Regions from separate parts of the Muntiacus reevesi genome. Here region 2 is linked to region 1. Evidence: chromatin contacts called from public Hi-C data. All regions are on one chromosome and are shown on one strand. Each heading gives the region's core, a stretch centred on a gene start, on an enhancer-like site or on the middle of the called end of the contact. The rest is flanking DNA. Distances are from core to core; before and after follow the strand shown. Region 1 holds the start of ARRB2 (arrestin beta 2). Region 2 holds the start of CHRNE (cholinergic receptor nicotinic epsilon subunit).

What was found. Hi-C and Micro-C count contacts between places; a contact is called where the count stands out from the background.
Region 2: a Hi-C map of muscle shows a contact between it and region 1, with 6 times the contacts expected there. The contact joins the promoter of CHRNE here to the promoter of ARRB2 in region 1. A contact is called at or near these places in 2 of 3 Hi-C or Micro-C datasets (blood and muscle).

What each region holds. Positions count from the first base shown.
Region 1 is chr18:35,300,687-35,304,871 of mMunRee1.1, reverse strand. It overlaps ARRB2 (arrestin beta 2), which reads right to left and starts at 2,181. Exons shown (of 15, transcript XM_065909749.1): 1 at 2,071-2,181. The coding sequence starts at 2,093. PELP1 (proline, glutamate and leucine rich protein 1) reads left to right here. Exons shown (of 19, transcript XM_065909741.1): 3 at 72-157.
Region 2 is chr18:35,458,180-35,462,364 of mMunRee1.1, reverse strand. CHRNE (cholinergic receptor nicotinic epsilon subunit) reads left to right here and starts at 1,846. Exons shown (of 12, transcript XM_065909231.1): 1 at 1,846-2,040; 2 at 2,649-2,791; 3 at 2,910-2,954; 4 at 3,065-3,174; 5 at 3,317-3,472; 6 at 3,768-3,868. The coding sequence starts at 1,866.

The DNA of each region.
Region 1 (4,185 bases), core at 932-3,431:
TCAGGTGTGTTAATTTCATTTAATACTCTTAGCAATCCAGTAATGGAGGTCCTAATATTCCTATTTTACAGGTGAGGAAACTGAAGCCCAGGAGAGGTCAAGTATTTTGCCTGAGGTCACGGAGAGTGTAAATGGTGGAATTCGGGTACAGACAGAGGTACTCTGGCTCTTCATCACTAAATGATTGTACTATCCTGCCTCTGTTCTTGGCATTATGTTTGTTGGAGTGAAGGACAGTTTGCTTTCTGGTTGCTGAAATGGTCTAAGCCTGGACTCCACCCACTGCTGGGAGGATAGGGAGATGTCTGGCAACCCCTGTGCCCTGGACACTTGTGGGCCTGTTCTCTCCTGCCCCACCTCACTCCTACCAATCCACTCTGCCTCAGCAGTGATACCCGGGAAGGGTCCCCAGGTAGTAGAAACTGAAATCCTGCCACCTGGCCCATCCACTGTAACAACGTCACATGCCCCTTCTTCCCAGAATGCCAAGTTATCCAGAGACCATAAGGCATAGGGTACAGAGGCCCCCAGGTGCCCCCATCCAGTAAAGGAGGGCAGACACTGGTGTGGTGGGAACTAGGATAAGCACCCTATCTCTTGTCCCCACCTGGGGGCTGACTGCTGTGGCAGCCTTCAGCTCTCCCTCCCCCTTGCTTCTGGTTTTCCTTTTTGTCCCAGTGTTTCTTCCCATCAGGAGTCCTTGGCAGAGGGTTGGGACAGCCACAGTCCGTTGGACAACTGGAGTGTGGTTCTGGAGTAATTGCCCTGAAGCAGTTGCAGGGCACCTGCCCTTTGGATCCTAACCCAGCCAGCCTCCTGCCGGCTAGGGAGGAGCAAGCATGTGTATACTGAAGCTGGCCAAGAAGGCGGAGTGTCGGGTGACCTGAGAGGTGCCCGGCAGGTGGGGGGAGAGGGGGGCGGCAGAAGCAGATGCCCCTTCACACTTCCTGCTATTCTCTCCATTTCCTGTGGCCCAGAATTTGATGGAGGTGGGAGGAATTGTGCCAAGTCAGCAGTCCCCGTGTGGTCCATCCGTCCCCCTCCCTGAACCACATAACGGAAATCTGGGGCCTCCCTCAAGTCAGCGACTTCCCCTTTTGCTGTGTTTAACCCCTAATCCAGGACACCAGTCGTCCCTCTGATCACCTCTCCAGTATCAGTCGACTGGGTGCTCAGGAACCTGTGATTTCCTACTCTATGGGTGGGGAGCTGTGGGGCTGGTAAAATGTTTTGCAGAACAAGTGACAGCTCAGAACCAGGGGCCCATTCCTGATCCTCTCTGGAGAGAAGCAAATAGCCCCAATCTTTTTCCTCTTTTGTTCCTGCTCCCCAGAGACTCAGGCATTCACCCCCGGAGGTGTTGGGTCACAACAGGAAGTGGATTTTGCTAGAGACCAAAAAAGAGAACTCGGGGTGTCAGTGGAAGGAAAGAGCCTCGATTGCACAGAAAACATCCGGGGAGTGGATGGCGTGCCCTGGGCAGATACAGCCTCCCCTCACCCCCGGGAATAGGGATAAGGCCCAGAATTGGGGAGGGTCGCCAAGCACTCTTTGCTCCCCCAAAATGAAGCTGTTGCTCCTAGCAACCCCGGGGAAAGGAGAAGTTTGGAAGCAGAGCCACCCGGCCCTTGGGACCGGTGGGGGCAGCCCGACTGCCTGTGGGGTATTGGATAGGAGGCTTTCAAGTGGCTGGGCACGAGTCTTGGGGGGGGATCCTGCCCCTGGCATCTAGCCTGCCCACACCCGTCCCCTCCGGGCCGGCCACCTGCTCCTTCCTCCGCCCCTGCAACGCAGGCTGCACCGGAGAACCCAGTCGTCCGGCCCCCCACATCTCTGCGAGAACCCCGATGCAGGTTTCTTGATCTTCAGCCCTCGCTTTCTGCAGGGGCTGTGGCATGCCTTCCCCTCATTATCCTCGAGAACCTAGGCGTGCGGCCCCGGATGGCTGTCCCCTACGGACCCAGGCGTCCGGCCCCCGAATTCTCTCCCTGGTGTTCCTGTCTGGGTACCGTCCCGGCACCCGCCCGGTGCCGCCGCCCACGTCCCGCCGAATGGCCCCACCTCTCTTACCTGGTCCCGGGTTTCTCCCCCATCGTGCGCGCGCCCGCCGCCCGCCCGGTTCGCGGAGAGCTCACAGCCTTCTAGCCCTCTGCCAGGTCCCTGCTCCTCCCCGCGCCACTGCGCACGCGCGCCCCCGCGCTCTCTCCACTACCCCCGCCTCTTCTCCCCCCCTCCCAACTTGGATCCTGGGGAACCGGGGCCAGATGCGTCAGCCCGGATCGCGCGCGCCACGGCGCTGCCCGCCCTCTTCTCACAGGCACGCGCGGTGATTGGCTCCGCCCGGCCCCCTCCGCCCTCCATCCCCACCCCTGCCAAGGAATCCCTCCCCGGCGCGCGCGGTCTCTACACACTGCTCCTCCCGCCCATCTCTCCGCCCCTCCGCACCCGCTTAGGAACTGATTGGGCCCCCTCAAAAGAAGGCGCCCGCCTTCCAGGAGATTAAAGCATTCTGATTGGCTCCCTGCATCCAGCACCCTGCAGGGGTTCCCTCCCCTTTGTTTGCTTTCTCAGTGGCGTTGGAGGCTGCGGGGATGCTGGGGGCGGTGGGTGAGCTCGAACGCAGTCTAGGAAGGAGGATAAGGGGATGCACAGGTGCGTGAGCGGTTCCAGTTGCGTGACGCTCGCCTATCGCGCGCCGCTCACCCCAGAGCTTGTAGCCTTCTTTGGCCCTCCCGCCCACTTCTTTATTGTGGTGTGTCAGCTCCCTCTGGTGTCTCTCTTTGATCTTCTCAGGGTTACTTCTCCTAAATTCTCTTACTACTCTTCTCCATCCATTCATCGAAGTTAACATCCATTCATGCATCCATCCATCTATCCATGTCTGTTTTGTGCTAATCACTATACTAGGCAATGGGAAGACAGACATGAATTAACATCGCCCCTGCCTTCCTCGTATGGTTGAGGAGACATATGAAGAGGTATTATGATTCCAGGAATGCTATAATAGAGGTATGACTCAGAAGACAAAGTGACTCCCAGAGCTTGGCTGGGGGAGGGATGGAGTCAGTGCAGGCTGTCCAGAGGAGGGGACATTTGAGGATAATCTTTCTGAAGGGTGGGCAGAAGTTGGGAAAGGGTATGCCAAAGAGAGAGAAAGGCAAGGCACATCCTATTATGAGGTGCTTGTGGGGGTAGAGGGCAGGAGAGAGAAGGCTGAAGAGGATGACTGGAACAGGGTGTGAATGATTTTGTATAGCAGGTAAAGGAATGAGGCTTCCCAGGTGATGGAGTGGCAAAGAATCCACTTACCAATGCAGGAGATGCGGGTTCGATCCCTGGGTCGGGAAGATCCCCTGGAGTAGGAAATGACAACCCACTCCAGTATTCTTGCCTGGAAAAATCCCATAAACAGAGGAGCCTGGCAGGCTACAGTCCATGAGGTCACAAAAGAGACGGTAATGACTGAGCAGGAGCAGCTCAGCAGCTAAAGAAATGAACCAGGAGCCTCCCCTGGAGGAAGACACGTGGATCCAGTAGTGGATCTGCTCTTTAAGGCAAGGAGTGGAGTGGCATGATGAGACTTCTCCTTTAGGAAGATAATTCCGGGCAGTGTGGAGGGTGAAGGGAGTGGGGCACAACTGTCATAGACTGAAACTAATCAAGGAGAGAAGATGAACAATAGAATGGAAGGGAGAAGGGGGACCAGGCTGAAGAGTCATTTCTAGGCCAAATTGAGCAGACTGGGGGAGGATGATGAATGATGGACATTTCTGGACTTAAGAAGCTAAGGTATTCTTCTTCCATCTGTTTTCCCATATTCCCCCATCTTCCCCAAATGAGCTGACTTCATTCTTCTCCACTTTTCTGTGCAACAAAAAGCAATGTGCACAAGTTTTGAGATCATCTTTAAGGTCAAATGCAGGCCTTACCAGCTGCCACCTCCCACCTCCAGTTCTCCTACCACCTTCTAAGCTCACCCTTCACCCCTTCAAGCTTTAGCTGGTACATTTCTTTTGGATTCATGAATCATTTATGTCAAAGGATCATTACCAGAAGGTAATGAGATCTATATCGCTACATATCTAAAGTGATTTTCGAACTGAAAGGCTGCAATTTGCATGGCATTACAACTACTGTATTAAAAAAATACTAACATAAAGACAACTTTCAGTTCAGTTCAATCGC
Region 2 (4,185 bases), core at 597-3,096, 160 kb before region 1:
GGGACATTCCCAGGGGGAAGAGAAAGATTCCATTTGGTTCCTAAAAATCAACAAAAGCCCCGCCCCAGAATTCAGTCTGGTTGGTTGATGCTAAGGCAAAAAAGCATCCTTTGCATGGTTAGAGATGACCACCTGCTATATGGTTTTGTAGCAGTTTTTGAATGGCTCCATAGTTATTCTGTGAAAAAGCAGGGGAAAATGATGAAATCCTCTTATGTTGTGTGGCTCAGTGGTAAAGAATTTCCCTGCCAATGCAGGAGACCTGGGTTCGATCCCCGGGTCAGGAAGATCCCCTGGAGAAGGAAATGGCAACCCGCTCCATTCCTCTTATATGCAAGCTCTTGTGCTACTGCATCAGGGTGGGAAATGTCAGACAGTTGTTGTTGTTGTTAAGTTACTAAGTCATGTCAGAAACCCAAGGGTGGGACTTCCCTGTGGTTCAGTAGCTAAGACTCGGTGCTCCCAATGCAGGGGCCTCACGCTCGATCCCTGGCCAGGATGCTAGATCCCACATGCTGCAACTAAGAGTTTGAATGCCCCAACTAAGACTCGGTGCAGCCAAATAAATATTTTTTAAAAAAGAAGAAAACCCAAGGGCAGGGTGAGGAAATGTTGCTCCAACCTTCGGTCCAGCTGGCTGTCCCAGCTGCTTCACTGTTATGCCACTATATACACCCCTTCCGCCATCTCTTGCTCCTATTTGGCCCCAATTCTAATTCCTGACTCTGGGGCTCAGAAAGTGGTCAGACTGGCTCCTTTTCCTTATAGGGATCAATTAGAAAATCCTCTGTTAGTTTCTGGGGCACAGGGACCTGGTCTGGTATCAACAGCTAAGACTCAGCAGGGAACCCAGTTTGGGTCAGACGCCACTCCCTGGCAGAGCAATTTGCCTTGCACGTTATCCCCCACTGACTGTGGGGGACTGTAATAAGGAAGAACCTTTTGTGTTCTATTATGTTAATCACTAAAGAAACATTGCCTATAAGCTTAAATTATACATAATGGCCCATCTCTGGGAACTCTGTCTGTTAGGTAATGAGCATTAAGCTAAAATACCTTTGTTTAGCTCACTGGAAACATCGTGACCAGGCCCACAGCTAAGTGGCTGCAGGAAGGAAATTTAACACATCCCCTATAGAGTCTGGCTGGAACCAGGACTTGGCCACCCGCCCTCTCCCCAACTTAAATAGAAGAGAAACCTGACTTCTGATTCAGAGAAAATGGTTCATAGAGACACTAGTCCACTGTCTTCATCTGTTGGCGTTCCAAATAAAGTTGCCCAACAACTTGTCTCTCGATTTATTGGCCTGTCATGTGGCAAGCAGCAGGAGCTTGGACTCAGTAACATGACCTTGGACCTGACCTGGAGTCCTCTTGATACGTTTAGGACAATGGCAACTGCTTTGGTGGACTGGTGTGAGGAAGAACATGTAAGTGTAAAGAGTGCTTCTTACCCCATAAGGAAACACACGGGAAATTTCTTAAAGCAGATTCCTGGCCCCTCCTCTGTGTCATCTTACTAAACTGGGATTCTTTGGGGATGGAGCCTAGGAAACTGCATTTGAAACAAGCATCCCCAGTGATTGCTTAGGGTGGTCCAAGGAGATTTAGGAAAGACTGAAAGGTGAGTTTTGAAGGAGGTGGGGCAGACAGTAACTTTCAGATGTGGCCACAAGGTGGCAACAGAGAGATGAGAAACAGGGATCTCTGCAGGTGCCCACCCAGACAGAGCTGCAGGTGGGCAGACACTGGGACTGGCTCTGGGAGGAGGTGGGCCCTGTTCTGTGGCACCATCTCTTTTGCCATGTAGAGTTTGTTATTGCAGGCTAATCCCCTGTGGCTGCCTGTCTCATTACCGGATCTTTATGGACACTCTGCTTTTGCCAAACTCTGACGGCGGAAACTGCATTTGTGTGACCTTGGTTGGGCTATGGGTAGTACTGAGTGTAGCAGGCAAGGGATGTCACCTGTGCAGGGCAGCTGACTCAGAGGACACCAGTGCAGTGCTGAAAGCAGGACCTTCCACACCCCCTCTGCCAGGTTTGTGGTTCCAGGTGTTCTTAAAGGACCTGCCCACCAGCATCGGGCCTGCTCCAGTCATGAGAGGATCGGGGCTGGGGCTGGACAGCTGGCTGAAGCCCAGGCAGAGAAGGCTGGGATGGGGTGGGGGCAGGGAACTCAGGATGGGGCAGCTGCCTCTGGAAGCAGCCAAGATGTCCCTGGCGGCAGCAGGGGTAGTCAGAGCCCGGAACTAACACCCTCCTCCCCCTCACTCACACACCCTGGCCTGCCCCTGTCCGAGCCTGCCAGAGCTCAGAATAACCTGGGGGACCAGACAGTGGAATGGCAGCGGCTCTGCTCTGCGCCCTGCTCCTCTTGCCGCTTCTTGGTATGGGCCAGGGTCGGGGGAAGAGGTGGGACACACACACACAGGACATGGACATAAAGGGACCGGACAAAGACCGACTGAGACGTAGACAGACATATTTGGTCCCCAGGCACAATATCACTGGTTCAGGAGACAGGCATGGGAAAATACACAGCCTCAGAGACAATCAGAGAAGCGGAGACCTGTAGACCCGGAGGCAGAGCAGAGCGGCTGCTCAGCCTCTCCATGTCCTGACCCTGCTGCTTGGCCCCATCCCCAGGCAGAGGTCAGGGGAAGAACGAGGAGCTGCGCCTTTACCACTACCTCTTCGACAACTATGACCCAGGACGCCGGCCAGTGCAGGAGCCCGAGGACATTGTCACCATCTCCCTCAAAGTCACCCTGACCAACCTCATCTCCCTGGTAAGATACCGGCACCTGCACCCGAGCGCCATCTGGGAGCCTAAAATCCCACTTCTGGCCCCAAGCGCTCAACTCTCTCCTAAAGCTCTCCCCCATCATCTTCATCTCCCACCCGCAGAACGAGAAAGAGGAGACCCTCACCACCAGCGTCTGGATTGGAATCGTGAGTCGAGGCTGGGGAACAGTGAGAGATCTGGTCTAGGGGACCCTTTTCTCCCAAACGCCTCACAGGCAGCGGGGCACACGTCCTTCCGTCCCCTCCCCCGCCCCTAGGACTGGCAAGATTACCGACTCAACTACAGCAAGGGCGACTTTGGGGGCGTAGAAACCCTGCGGGTCCCTTCGGAACTCGTATGGTTGCCAGAGATTGTGCTGGAAAACAAGTGAGGACCGGGCCAGACTGGAGCGAAGCCGAGGTCTGAGGAGGGGTGGGGGTTAGGCTGGACCTGGTTGGGGCAGGGGTGTTGCTCGGGGGGCGAGGGAGCCGCAGATCTGGGCCAACTCTCAGTTTCCTGGAGCCCACAGTATCGACGGCCAGTTCGGGGTGGCCTACGAGGCCAATGTGCTGGTCTCCGAGGGCGGCTACGTGAGCTGGTTGCCCCCGGCTATCTACCGCAGCACCTGCGCCGTGGAGGTCACCTACTTCCCTTTCGACTGGCAGAACTGCTCGCTTGTTTTCCGGTGGGAAGACTTGTTCGAAGGCCCGGGCAATTGAGGGATTAAGGGGTGGGGCCAGGTGTGCGGGGGCGGGGAGACTTCTAATCCGGGGCGGGGCTTTGTGCTGGAGGTGGGGCTAGGCATTCGAAGGAGATAGCGCGCTCTAGTGGGTGAGAAGTAGGGGTGGAAACCCAGGCTTGGAGGCGGGGCCTGGGTAATCAGGTGGAGCGTAATTCCCCTGCCAGAACCCAGCTTCCAGGGCGGGGCCTCAGGCCCGGGTCCCAACCTCTGGGTCGGGGCCCGGATCCTGGCTCCGCAGCTCCCAGACGTACAATGCCGAAGAAGTGGAGTTTGTCTTTGCGGTGGACGACGAGGGCGAGACCATCAGCAAGATCGATATCGACACTGAGGCCTATACTGGTTAGGTCCCCCTACTGCTCCGAAAAACCCGCTTCTAGACGGGTCCCGAGAGGGAACTTGCACAGTGGGGTTGCCCTGGGCCCTCGATGCTGGGACTGACTTTGACAGCCCTGCTTTAACTTGAGCCTTCCCTGAAATCATTCTTGATTGTCGGCCTCGTACTCCTTCCTCCCTTGTGGTGGTTCCGTAAGCTCCCTGGGAACGCCCTTTTCTGACTCAATTACCAGCCCACCTGCCCCACCTGCCCTCGCCCAGATAGCTTTCATTCTCTCCTCGCCTGGAGTTGCAGGACCCCCACCGTCAGATATGGGGACGGA